Regions from separate parts of the Sus scrofa genome. Here regions 1 and 3 are each linked to region 2. The links are chromatin contacts, called in public HiChIP or PLAC-seq and promoter capture Hi-C maps. All regions are on one chromosome and are shown on one strand. The core of a region is the stretch at or near the end of the contact, and the rest is flanking DNA. Distances in the headings are between cores, read along the strand shown. Region 1 holds the start of PARS2 (probable proline--tRNA ligase, mitochondrial). Region 2 holds the start of TMEM59 (transmembrane protein 59). Region 3 holds the start of TTC22 (tetratricopeptide repeat protein 22).

The links. Promoter capture Hi-C pulls out the DNA fragments that hold promoters and counts their contacts. HiChIP or PLAC-seq counts read pairs in DNA pulled down with a chosen protein or histone mark.
Region 1: a contact with region 2 is called in a promoter capture Hi-C map of fetal liver, with 5 times the contacts expected there. The contact joins the promoter of PARS2 here to the promoter of TMEM59 in region 2. A contact is called at or near these places in 2 of 5 promoter capture datasets (fetal liver and liver) and 1 of 2 datasets of contacts at active chromatin or transcription factors (skeletal muscle).
Region 3: a contact with region 2 is called in an H3K27ac HiChIP or PLAC-seq map of skeletal muscle, with 6 times the contacts expected there. The contact joins the promoter of TTC22 here to the promoter of TMEM59 in region 2. A contact is called at or near these places in 1 of 5 promoter capture datasets (fetal skeletal muscle) and 1 of 2 datasets of contacts at active chromatin or transcription factors (skeletal muscle).

The regions. Positions count from the first base shown.
Region 1 is chr6:157,586,691-157,590,764 of Sscrofa11.1, reverse strand. PARS2 (probable proline--tRNA ligase, mitochondrial) reads right to left here and starts at 1,780. Exons shown (of 4, transcript XM_003127972.3): 1 at 1,683-1,780.
Region 2 is chr6:158,259,819-158,263,969 of Sscrofa11.1, reverse strand. It overlaps TMEM59 (transmembrane protein 59), which reads right to left and starts at 1,977. Exons shown (of 8, transcript NM_001044558.1): 1 at 1,670-1,977. The coding sequence starts at 1,858. It overlaps TCEANC2 (transcription elongation factor A N-terminal and central domain-containing protein 2), which reads left to right and starts at 2,138. Exons shown (of 5, transcript XM_005665408.3): 1 at 2,138-2,394; 2 at 3,045-3,187. The coding sequence starts at 3,086.
Region 3 is chr6:157,552,647-157,556,539 of Sscrofa11.1, reverse strand. TTC22 (tetratricopeptide repeat protein 22) reads right to left here and starts at 1,336. Exons shown (of 9, transcript XM_003356455.4): 1 at 1-1,336. The coding sequence starts at 157.

The DNA of each region.
Region 1 (4,074 bases), core at 531-3,030, 670 kb after region 2:
GCTCTGATTTTATTTTTTTTAGGCAAGAAATAGATTTATTAAGACAGAATGCTTGTGAGGGATATAAGCAGGTGGGCAGGCAAAGAAGCTCTGCCTGATTTTATAAAATATTTACACATTCCTAAGGGCAGCACAATATCCCACTGATTAAATCAAAAACAATTCCTGGAGTTCCATCATGGCACAGCAGAAACGAATTCAACTAGGAACCGTGAGGCTGTGGGTTCGATCCCTGCCTCGCTCAGTGGGTTAGGGATCCAGCATTGCCGTGAGCTAAGGTGTAAGTCGCAGATGCCACCCGGATCTGGCGTTGCTGTGGCTGTGGCGTAGGCCGCAGCTATAGCTCCAATTGGACCCCTAGCCTGGAACCTCCATACGCTGAGGGTGCAGCCCTAAAATGACAAAAGACAAAAAAAACAAAAAAACAATTCTCTGGGGAGTTCCCGTGTGGTTCAGTGGGTTACAAACCCAACTAGTATCTACGAGGATGCAGTTCAATCCCTGGCCTCACTCAGTGTAGGCTGCAGACATGGCTCAGATCCCAAGTTGCTGTGGCTGTGTAGGCCCACAGCTGCAGCTTTGATTTGACCCCTAGCCCAGGAACTTCCATAGGCTGCAGGTGTGGCCCTAAAAAGAAAACAAAAAAACAAAAATGATTCTTCAGAGTTACCAATTTTTTCTGTTATAACATAATCTACAATAAACAGAAGGGTTTCTTGTTACATATTTGGGAGAGATTTTCAGGAATGAATTACTGAGTCAAAAAGTATATAAACCCTTTCAAGGTTCTTGATTTATTGCCGAATAAAACGAGCACCTCTAATCTCCAGCATATCCTCATGGAGCAAAGCTCTCCAGCCTTATGCCGAGAATGGGTTACTGACTCCCCTCAGCTCTGGGAAGGTCAAATTCCCCAGGTGGTTCCCTCCAGCTTTCAGCGGCTTCACATCCCACAGCTGGTCCACTCCAACCTCAAGCAGCTTCATCTATTTCCCCCGGGCACTGTACAAACAGTATCATTTCCTATGTGGCCTATGACCTGAAAAAGGATGGGAGCCCTAACGTGACTGAGTAGAAAAGTGCAGACTCGGGAGGCAGGGCATGCTGGTTCACTCCTGGCACCACCACTTAAGGCCCCACCTCAGGCCCGTGGCCCAAACCAGAAACACCTTCCCCTTGATTCCTCTCCAAGTAAATGAGTCTGTCTGTAAGATTTCTTTCATGTGCACGCCCTTCTTTCCGTCTCTCACCTTCCTTCCCAACTCGGGTTTGGAAGTCCCTCAATACAGCCTGCTACATTCCGGTAGCCCCGTGGATCTGAAATTCAAGCAAGCATCCGAATCATCTGGAGGGCTTATTAAACACTGATTATGGGGCCTCATCCCTAGAGTTTCTGATTCATTAGGTCTCGGAGATTTCTAACAAATCCTCAGTTACAACGACCCGAGGCAGACAAGGGAGGAAGTCCTGCCCCCATTTCACAAGGGAGGAAACAGACTAGGAGACAAGCATAATCCAAGAGTTTCAGTGACTGTGACCCAGCCCCAATCCAAGGACCGGAGGCACGTGAGAAAACGGACGCCAGGGTTCTAGGTCTCGGCGTCCAGGACCGAGCGCAGTCTTTGTTCCGCAGCCTCCCGCCCTTCCCTCAACCCTCAGCCCTCGCTGTCACCCATGCTCACCAGGTTTACTCCCTGCCAACTCGGCCCGCGCGGCGACCGCCGTGCCCGACCAGCGCGCGTGCGCCGGGGGCGTATCCACGTCAAACTCCGCCTCCTGTCCTTACCGCCAATCACAAAGCCGTGCTCGGGGGACTGGCCCCACCCCACGCTAGAGGTTTGCAGGAAACTTAGCCGCGGAGAAAGAACATGCTCGTAGATTGGCCTGGGCAGCAATAAGTAAATCACCATCCGGGAAGTGCCCTCTAGGATTTAGGGAGGTGTAACTCTATGATCAAGGCCAATTTCCCAGGTTTTGAGCCTAAAGTTCCCACCCACTGCCAGGGCCCGCCCCACTCTCGGAATAGGAGACCCGCCTTGGATGTTGTAACTATGACAACAGCGGGCCAAGCGAGTTTGAATCTATCCTGCGATTTTACAGGCTTTCAATTTAAATAAATTAAAAAGTTTAAACAGTGGAAATGAAGCACCTTTATTTCATCTTTAAGACACTAAGACAAACTTTTATTCACAAAATATTTTTTGAACAGCTGCCGTGTCCCAGCCCCTTGAAGAAACGGGGAATGGTGAACAAAACAGACAGGGTTCCCTGCATTCAGTGTAGCTTACATTCTAGTCAATAAATCAATACAGTGAAAGTTAAAGGGAGGCCAAAGATCTCAGGGGTCAAGATAAGTGGTATTTTAATGCAATTAAGTTTTTAAAAATAATGCAAAAACTCCATGATGCACAAATGGTCAAAATTTTATGTAAAGACAGGACCCATTAGTCAGATGGTGTTAAATACTGTGAAGAAAAATTAATTAGACAAGGGAAAGCATTGGCGGTCTGTGGTTGCCATTTAAAATAAAAGGATCAAGGAAAGTCTGATGGAGTAGGTGACAGTTTAGCAAAGACCTGAAGGAGCTGAGAGGGCCTTGCAGATATGGGGGGGGGGAAAGAATGTTCTAGACACAGAGAACAAAAAGTGCCAAACGCCCTGAGGTGGGAGCTGTGTATCATATGACGCTACCTAACTGGTAACCGCTATAGTTTATTCAGCGCCTAAAATGTACACGACCCAGTGCAAGACCCTGGTGGTTCTGATACTGGCCCCAAGAAGCTCTCAGCCCACCAGGATCTGCCAGGAAAAATACTGTGTGATCCGTGGTGTAATAGGGTGGGCTGAGGGGGCTGAGAACAGTCCTCTAGGAATGCTGGGAAAGAGGGCTTCCCTGAGGAGGTGAGCTTCAAGCCGACCCTGAAGGATGAGTGGAGGTTAGCAACACAAGAATGGCAGTGGGAGGGGATTGGAAGGTCCAGGACACACGCAGGCCCTGAATCAGGAAATGATGAGCCAGTGTGAGGGGCGTGGGATGGGGTAGGGTTTACATCTTTGTTTCCCTCCGCTCCCAACACCGTGCCTGATAAACAAACCAAAGCAGTGGTTCTTAAACTTGACCGCACTGGGAATCGCTCGGTCCCAGCCCCACGATGCTGGTCTTTGATCTGGGGTGGGCCTGGGCATCAGTACTTTAGACTCCTCCTTGATCCTAACATGAAGCCTGGGCTCGATCCCTGGCCTAGAAGAAGGGCTTCAGATAGCCTGGTGCAGGGAGGGGAGATGGGAGACGCATGTCATCGTCCTGGTCTTACAGCCGAGAAAAATACAGCTTGGTGGGCTCCATGACTGGCATCTGCTCACCAGCTGGAAGGTGGGGCAGAACCTGGGCTGGACCTGAGCGCTTCTGCTCTAAGAGCATCATTCAGCCACTGCAGCCCAGCTCTGTGCTCTGGGCTTTCCCCAAAGAAGGCAGTCCCCAAGGTCCCCATGCCTCCTCTCTAGAGACAAAAGGAGAAAAATCTTCAGGATCCAACGCAGCCTTAGACTTCTCCTGGCTCTTTATGCACTTTCTTACATCCCTTCCAATCCTGGAAGAGCCAGGCATCCTTCCTCTGCACCCTGAGGTGTTAATTATTTCTCAATTAGTAGTTCCTGGCTCTAGAGCATAGTGGTGTGGAGAGGCCTAATGACTTGCCATGTTTATACACCCCCACATCTTCAGAGCACTTTACCAATGGTAACTAATTAGTGCTCACGACCCCCTTGGGAGGTAAGCCGAGAACTGCTGCCTTTTGCCGAGAGTTCGCAGGAGGCTCTGCAGACGGGAGCTGCAGGGTCCCCTCAAGCCAGCCATGGTCACAGTAGATTTGCTCCTCACTGAGAAAGTCCAGGGTGGTGGAGACCAGAATATAGTCCTCTCACTGCCAGTAACTTCCTGGGTGACCTTTCAATCAATTCATTGATCAGCCATTTATTGAGTGCCTTGAATTATAGAGTTCATTTATGATTAAAACCTCACAAGTCTCCTGGAGTTCTTGTTGAGGCTCAGGGCGTTAAGAACCTGACCTATTA
Region 2 (4,151 bases), core at 728-3,227:
ACTGTAAAACTCAACTTCACAGGATGAGAATTAGGGATAATGAAAGTAAATCTCCCATCATTCCTGGCTAACAGAGAACAGACAGTTAATACATTTTAAGTCCAGGACATACAGGGAGTCAGATGATTTAGAGTTTCTGGGGAGAACAGCTTTCCTGAATAAGTAAAAAAACAACTTATTGATATCACATCAATTTTTACAAAGTACTGGATGCTATAAAAGTACTTAACAGTTCCAGAAATGAACTGTTAATTATTTTCCTAGCACGTGTATTCAAATTACCACAAATCTGCTAGGAATATCTCAAAAAAGGAAAAAAAAAAATCAACCCAAACATCCAATAGCTAGAAAGATACACCTCATACAATCCTCTTAATTATGAGAGGTTTAAAGAAGAGAAGAAAATGATGTTTTCCGGAGCAGTACACACTGAATTAAGCCTGGAAGTCAAAATTGCTCATTTCTCTCTTGACTGCTATATTTGCCTCTGATGGAAAATTTGATAATCCCCTCTCCCACAATTTTTCTTGAAAACTGGTAATCCTAGCAATGTAAAAAAGCAGTAAACAGACATATGGGTAGTGAGAGCATTTACACTTTTCATTTCAAAAGCCTGAAAGTGCATGCAAACATTTTAAACCTGTCCCCCGTAGTCGCTTTGTAGTTTGAGAGAGCAAAGAGGGCTAGCATACAACATAGGGAAGCTGAAGGAAGAACAAGGGCAAAAAGACCAGCAAAAGCTCTTACGAAGAAAGGCCGTGGGGGGAGGGGCATGAAGCCAAATTATATATTCGGAAGGGTGGAGGAAGTCACTAAGGCAATTTAGAATGTTGAGCCAACAGTTTTTTAAGAAGCTGCAAAAACAACTTGAAAAGGGGAATTGAATTAAGGACAGAACCCGTGGGCAAAGGGTGAGGGAGAGGAGGAGATAGGGTCATTCTCTCTATAAGCTGAGATCCCCTGCGAGGGGCACTCTCATTTCGTTCCCACTCCACGAATTCCCTCTGCCTTCTGCTGCACTGCACGTTAAGTTCTCTGAAAGCAGAAACCTAACTGCTTTTTCTCTAAACCACCCCAGCCCCCCCGGGGGGGGGAGGCGTCTTGCACAGTTATTCAACACAGACGGAAGGCCCTTCCAGTGCAGTCTCCCAACTCTTTCTTAATACATTTCATTCTATGGTGGAAATGCCTACTTGTTTGACTCCGGGAACAGAGAGCACGCTCCCAGCCCTAAGACGCGCTCAGGGAACAGGCATTGAGAACAAACCTTTGGTGGACTGCTGTGGCTGCTCCTAGCCCTCTCCTTCCCACCGCTCCCCTCCCCCCCACCATCCCCGACTCCCCTGGAAGGTGAGGAGCTCGCATTAATCCTCCAGATCCTCCTCTCCCTCCGAGCGTACGTCTCCCCTGCCGCCCCGCAAGCCCCCAGAAGAAAGGGGTCCTGTCTTGCTTATTTTTGTGTCCCCGAGCCTATTATAAGGTAGGTGCGGCACAAACTTCCGGTAATCACAGCAGGATCGGATTGCGGGTAGGATTAGGGAAGAAAACAAGAACCACACGGATGAGAGACAGCGGCTGAAGGATGGACTGAAGAGCCAAACTCTCAGAACCGACAGCGGACAGATGAGCGGCCAGGGAGGGTTGTTAGCCCGGTTCGGACGGGCCCTACCTTGGGGTAGGTGTGCAAGGGGTAGGTCAACTGACAGGCCCGGTGACAAGATGCCGTATCACCCAAGACCGAGTCAAACGCTTCAGCGGAAGCAGTCCCTGGGCCTCCGGCCAGGGCCATGGTCAGCAACAGCAGCGGCAGGAGCCCCAGTTGGGCCCGGACCCAGAGGCTCCCTTTCGGCGCCGCCATTTTGTTTGCCTCTGTCACAGCAGCTCAGCTTGTTGCTGTTTTCTTTTCAAGGTTTCCTCCTCCTTCCAGGACCAGCCCCTTCCCCGCCCAACGGGCTGCTGCTTCCGCCTCCGCGGTCTACTCAGCCCCGCCCAGACCCGCCCGAATCTGCTGCCTTCCGCCGCACCTCTAGGTCTATAAACTTCTAGGTTGGCCAGAGGCGGTGCACCCAACTCTCGCGAGTGCTAGAGCGAAGCGCTCCTTCCCTCCGCGGGGCACGCTGGGGCATGTAGTTCTTCGCAAGCGGGAGACGCACGGTGGGTCGAGAAAGTTGGTCTAGGAGAACTACAGCCGTCTTAGAAACGCCCGAACTCGCCCCTTCGCGGTGCACTCTGGGGAGTGTGATTTGGTTTAGCCGCTCCCTCCCGCGTTCCGCCTTGGAGCTCCGCTGGCGGGTGCAGGCTTTTCCGAAAAAAAGGAAAAAACAAAACAAAACAAAACAAAAAACCACGGCGGTGGGAGGAAGCGTCGGCTTAGCTCTCACCCCCACAGTCCAGGTTTGGGCCCTCAGAGGGTGGGTTCTGGAGGGGTCCGGCTGCTTGCAGGGCTGCTTTTCCTGGTGGGTCTCACAGGACATCGTTGTTAAGCTTCCCCTCTGGGCTCCTGCGTGCTGAGAGCAGAGGAAGATGGTGTTTCCCTTTCCTCTAGGGTCCCGAGCACGACAGTCTTGTTTAGGGTCCTTTGACCACCCAGCAGGTCCTGGAGATGACTGGTTTTTGTGAGGACCGGCTGGTTACTAGGGAAACTCTTTGGATTGTGACTTTGGTGGGGTGGTTATTAAGAGAGCTTCATTGAACCCAGGGGAACTCTAACCTGCCACAACCCAACCTAAGATGGAATAGGCTTTTCAAGTCACCAGGCTCCAACCCTGGTCCATTGTTGGAAGGCCCCGTGCAGCGTGCACTTCTGAAAGCTGGACATCTCCTAATTCAGGAAGTAAGACCGGTCGTTGTATACGGATTCAGTTTTTAGGAAGATGTTTCTTTTACATCTTCTTAAAAGAGGAAATCTTCCTGTAAATTCCAGTCAAGGGTCCTCTTAATTCAGGAATGCTTTCAGAGTTATAGAACCCAATTGGGTCACTTTAGGGAACTCACATCACAGAAGTTTTGATGAGGTTTTAGAATCTGCCCTCTTTCTTGAGCAGTACACGGTGCAAGCACGTGAAGGTAGTTGGAGTTCCTAGCAATGGATAAATTTGTCATTCGAACGCCCAGAATCCAGAGTAGTCCTCAGAAGAAAGATCCTGGAGGAAAGATTTACAAGCAGGCCACCATTGAATCTCTGAAGGTGAGAGGGGCTCTGGGAGTGGAGAAAATGTGCCAAGGACTATAATAGCAAGAAGGTCTGGAGGAATTCTACTATGGAAGATCTATGAATTATTTTTGCTATACGTCCCCCCAAATTGTTCCTGACCACTCCTAATTTGTTTCCCTCATAGTCTGTTTATCAATTCCTGCACTCCCTTACGCCTTTCTAATTACTTTGGCTTTGTGGTGTGTTTTTCCAGCTCGTAAGATAAGCCCCCAAAGTTACTCTTTTTTTTGCAGAATTTTCTTGTCTGTTAAATGGAATATTCATGTACCAGGTATGAGTCTGTGTAACCCTGTGCAAACTCAGTAAGACTGAGTGATAGTACAGTTCCCTCGTATCTTGTTGGACAGAGCAGTGTCACATGGCCTTCACAACTATAGTTCAGACTAGAAAAGAGACTGTTTAAATGGACTCTTTGCAACCTCAAACTGATTTCTGTTAGCAAGGAGGAAGTAAGGTATAAATACAGGATAGACAACCAAGAAGGAATCAATGACTCTAAAGTACCCAATTAATGGTCATTATTACTTCATTAAAAACAAAAAACTGGACTTCCCTGCTGGCCTACCTATTAAGGACTCAGTGTAGTCACTGCTGTGGCTGGGGTTTGATTCCTGGCCTGGGAATTTCCACATGCCGCAGGTGCAGCCAAAAACAAACAAAAACCCCTCACCAAACCAAAAAGTTCTTTTTTAAAAATCAAAGTTTAGTTGATGTGCAGTGCTGGGCCAATTTCTTTGTATGGCAGTGACCCAGACATACATATATATACATTCTTTTTCGCATGTTATCTTCTATCATGCTCTGTCACCAAAGGTTGGATATAGTTCCCTGTGCTATACAATAGGACCTCATTGCTTATCCATTCTAAATGTAGTAGTTTGCATCTACTAACCCAGTGGGCCAATTTCTTTGTATGGCAGTGACCCAGACATACATA
Region 3 (3,893 bases), core at 87-2,586, 710 kb after region 2:
GCCGCAGGCCGTCCCGCTGCAGCTTCAGGTCCCGGGCGCGGAGCGAGGCCGGCGAGCGCGGCTCGAAGTTCAGCTGCATCTCCAGGTGGAAGTGGCCCGGGAGGTAGTCGAGGTCGTCGATGAGGGCGTCCAGGTCCTCGGCCGCGGGCTCTGCCATGGCTGTCTCGGGGCTCCCAGGCCTCGCCCTGGCCCCGGAGGCTGCAGTGGATGCGGGCGCCCCCCAGTCGAGCCTGGCGCGGGAGGCGAGGGTCAACACGCAGAGGGCCCGGGCGCAGCCACCTCGCTCCCGTCCTGGGGCGCCGCCCCGCCAGTGGGTGGGTCCGAGCGTTGGCTCCGGAGCGCCCTGTAGGTGTTTTCGCTTTCGCTGCTCAGCGGCTTTTTGACGCCTGTATTGCACAAGCAGGTGCGCTTGAAAAAACAGCTGTCATGCCAAATGCAGGGCGCAGAAGCCCAGGTATACAGCAAAGGGCGTGCTTTTACTCTCTCTGCTCAGCAAACCAGGAAACTGAAGCTCAGAGGAGAAAAAGGATTTGCTTAGGTCACAGAACTGGGTGTGCCCAAGTAGGCCTGGAACCCAGTTTGCTGAGCCCCAAGCCAGGCCCTTCTTTCCTGGCACACAGCTCCACCCTGTGTGAGCTTGCCGACTGGGAGAGTCAGGACTGGCCCTCCCAGCCACCCAAAGCCACCCTCCCTCCTGCTGCTGTCCCATCCTCCCCACAGTTCCTGAATGTTCTCCTTCCTCTGAATGGAGGCTTCCTTCCGCCATTATTTATCAGGCTTCCCCCCTTGGGGTTTCTCTGCCTTCTTTCTGCCCTGCAGTGGGCCCCCGCGGAAAGGTGGCGGAGCTCCATGTGCTGGTTCCAATTTCTCATAATGTGTGACCTTGACTGAGTGGCTGCATTACTTCACACTTCATTCTTTCTTCATCTATGACATGAGGGTGATATGCCCTTCCCCAAGGCCAGGGTAGATGGCGTGGGTAAACCTGGCAAGTGTCACTCTGGATAACTCTCAGCTCTCACTCACCCTGTACCCCACTAGTGGCCCAGTTTTCCTGCTCTTGCCAGTCTTCCCCCAGGATTGGCATCAGCCCCCCACCCTCTGGAAGACTGGGTAGTGCTCCCTGCCACAGGCTGCTAGTCCTCCAGGACTTGGATTTTGTAGCAGGTCTGAATCTGAGGCCCTCCCACTCCTCATTCCATCTGGGGCTGGGCTCTGGAGAGCCTGTTGCTTTAGCTTCTTGAAAAACAGAGTTGAATCTTCAGAAGAGGAAAGACAGCCCAATATGTAAACTTGGGGAAAAAATGTTTGACTTGAGCAATAAAAAAATAAAGTAGAACACTGAGTTCTCATCGTGGCGCAGTGGTTACTGAATCTGACTAGGAACCATGAGGTTGAGGGTTCGATCCCTGGCCTCGCTCAGCAGGTTAGGGATCCGGCGTTGCCATGAGCTGTGGTGTAGGTCACAGATGCGGCTCGGATCTCGCATTGCTGTGGCTGTGGTGTAGGCTGGCGGCTACAGCTCCGATTGGACCCCTAGCCTGGGAACCTCCATATGCCACGGGAGCAGCCCTAGAAAAGGCAAAAAGACAAAATAAATAAATTAGAACAACATCCTGGAGCTATTTTTCACCTGTGCTTTTAAATGTAAATTTTGATAACTTAATAAAAAATGTTACTATAAATTGCTGGTGATCAGGAGTTGAAACTTGTTTCCTTTTTATTGTCATAACATGATTTCTATAAAATTTACCATTTTAACCATTTTTAACTGTACAGTTCAGTCATATTAAGTATCTTCCCCTTGGCGTTCCTGCTGTGGCTTAGCGGTAACAAACCTGACTGGTATCCCTGAGGATGTGGGTTCGATCCCTGGCCTCACTCAGGGAGTTAAGTATCCAGTGTTGCTGTGAGCTGCACTGTAGCTCACAGACATGGCTTGGATCTGGCGTTGCTGTGGCTGTGGTGTGGGCCTGCAGCTGCAGCTCTGATTCAACCCCTAGCCTAGGAACTTCCACATGCCGCAGGTGCAGCCCTGAAAAAAGCAAAAAAAAAAAAAAAAAAAGTCGCATTGAGCAACCATCACCACCATGCATCTCCAGAACTTTTTTTATCTTCCTAAACTGAGACTCTGTACCCATTACGTAACTCCCCATATCTCCCCTCCCCATCCCTGGCAACCATTGTTCTAGTTTCTGTTTCTATGAATTTGACGACTCTAGGTACCTCATATGGTGGAATAACAATACAATATTTGTCCTTTTGTGTCTGGCTTATTTCACTTAGCAGAATGTCAAGGTGCATCCACCTGGTAACTTGTGTCAAAATTTCCTTACTTTTTGGTGTTTTCCCTAGTGGTTAAGCATGTGAAGGATCTGGCATTGCTGCTGTGGCTCTGGTTACTGCTGTGGCACGGGTTCGATCCCTGGCCCCAGAACTTCTGCATCCCGTGAGCACAGCCGAAAAGAAAAAAAAAAAACAAACAAAACAAACAACTCCCTTCTTTATCTAGCAAGTCACACATACTCTTCAATGCTGAGTTCCTGGAGGAATCCTCCTCCTCCAGGAAGCCTTCCCAGACCTACCCACTCACAGACTGGATCAGAGGTCTCCCTGGCCACCCTGTGAAGTCACTCCTTCCTCCACTAAACTCTCCAGGAAGGGACCACCCCTGGGTCCTAGGCACCCTGCACAATGTCTACCCAGAGTGGGTGTGGGGGTTTATGTGGGGAAGGACTGAATCCAGACTCCATCCCAGGAACCCTCCCTCCTTCCCAGTTGCCTTATTCCTGCCTCCACTCGCTGGCTCTCCTTGCCTCTTCCCTCTTTCTCCTCCCTTCCCTCTCCAGAGCGGAGAAGGAACGGGACGCTCTTTGCCCAAATCGAGCCCTCTTTGTGGCCCTCGGTGTTCCCCTCAGCATAAGGTGACAATTAAATGGCCTTTCTGCTCTACCAGGCCCCGTGCTGGCCGCTGGGATAAAGCAAGAAATCAAAACCGGTTCTTCAACTGATGACTCTAAACCCCGACCAAATGGCATCTATAGTAACCACCGCGGGGGGCCATGAATTCTGCAGGAGAAAGGGTGTCGCGCAAGGTAGCGGTGAAAACGTGCATCGCCAAACGAAAAATCCGGGGACGGTGCGGGCGGGCGTGCCGGCCGGCGCTGTTCAGGCCAAGACGCACGCAACGCCTGGTCCCCTCTCGGATCACAGATCACAAGGCCTCGGTTGCCGTGGCAGCAGCGGTGGCTGTGGTGGCAGCCGCCAGCTCAACCAGGGTGCCCGGAGTTGTCCAGCAGTCCAAGTTCTGCGAGGACCTCACCGCGGCGGGGCGGGCCAACGCCATGGCCACCAAGTGGTTCACTGGGGCGCCTTTCGGGGTGCAGAGCCGCAGGTGCGTGTGGTGGGGCGGGCCCTCCAATGGGGGCTGGAGCCCGGGGGAGGGGGAGCGATAGGAGGGGGAGGGCTGGCAGGGAGGCGTGGGGGCGGGATTTTCTCACCCCCTTCTGCCGGCTGCACTTCCCTTTTACCAGCGATATTATTTAAAGTCCTTTCAGGAGCCCTTACTATGTGCTGCTCAGAGAGGCCAGGTGGCCTGGCTCATAGTAGGTCACTCAGCCCAAAAGTTGTGGGTAGGATTTCAGCCCAGGTATCATACATACATATGATATAGCTGGTGTGTGTGTGTATAAAATGATATATATATCATTATATATATATATATATATGTAATGGTATATACACATATATAACCTACTATGTGCCAGGCTCAGTTCTGGTATCTGGGGATAAAACAGTGAACAAAACAGCAAAACCCTTACTCATGAGCTTGCATTCTTGTTCCGGGAGGGGTGGCTGGAGGGGCTAAGAGAAGAGAAAAATATATAACATGA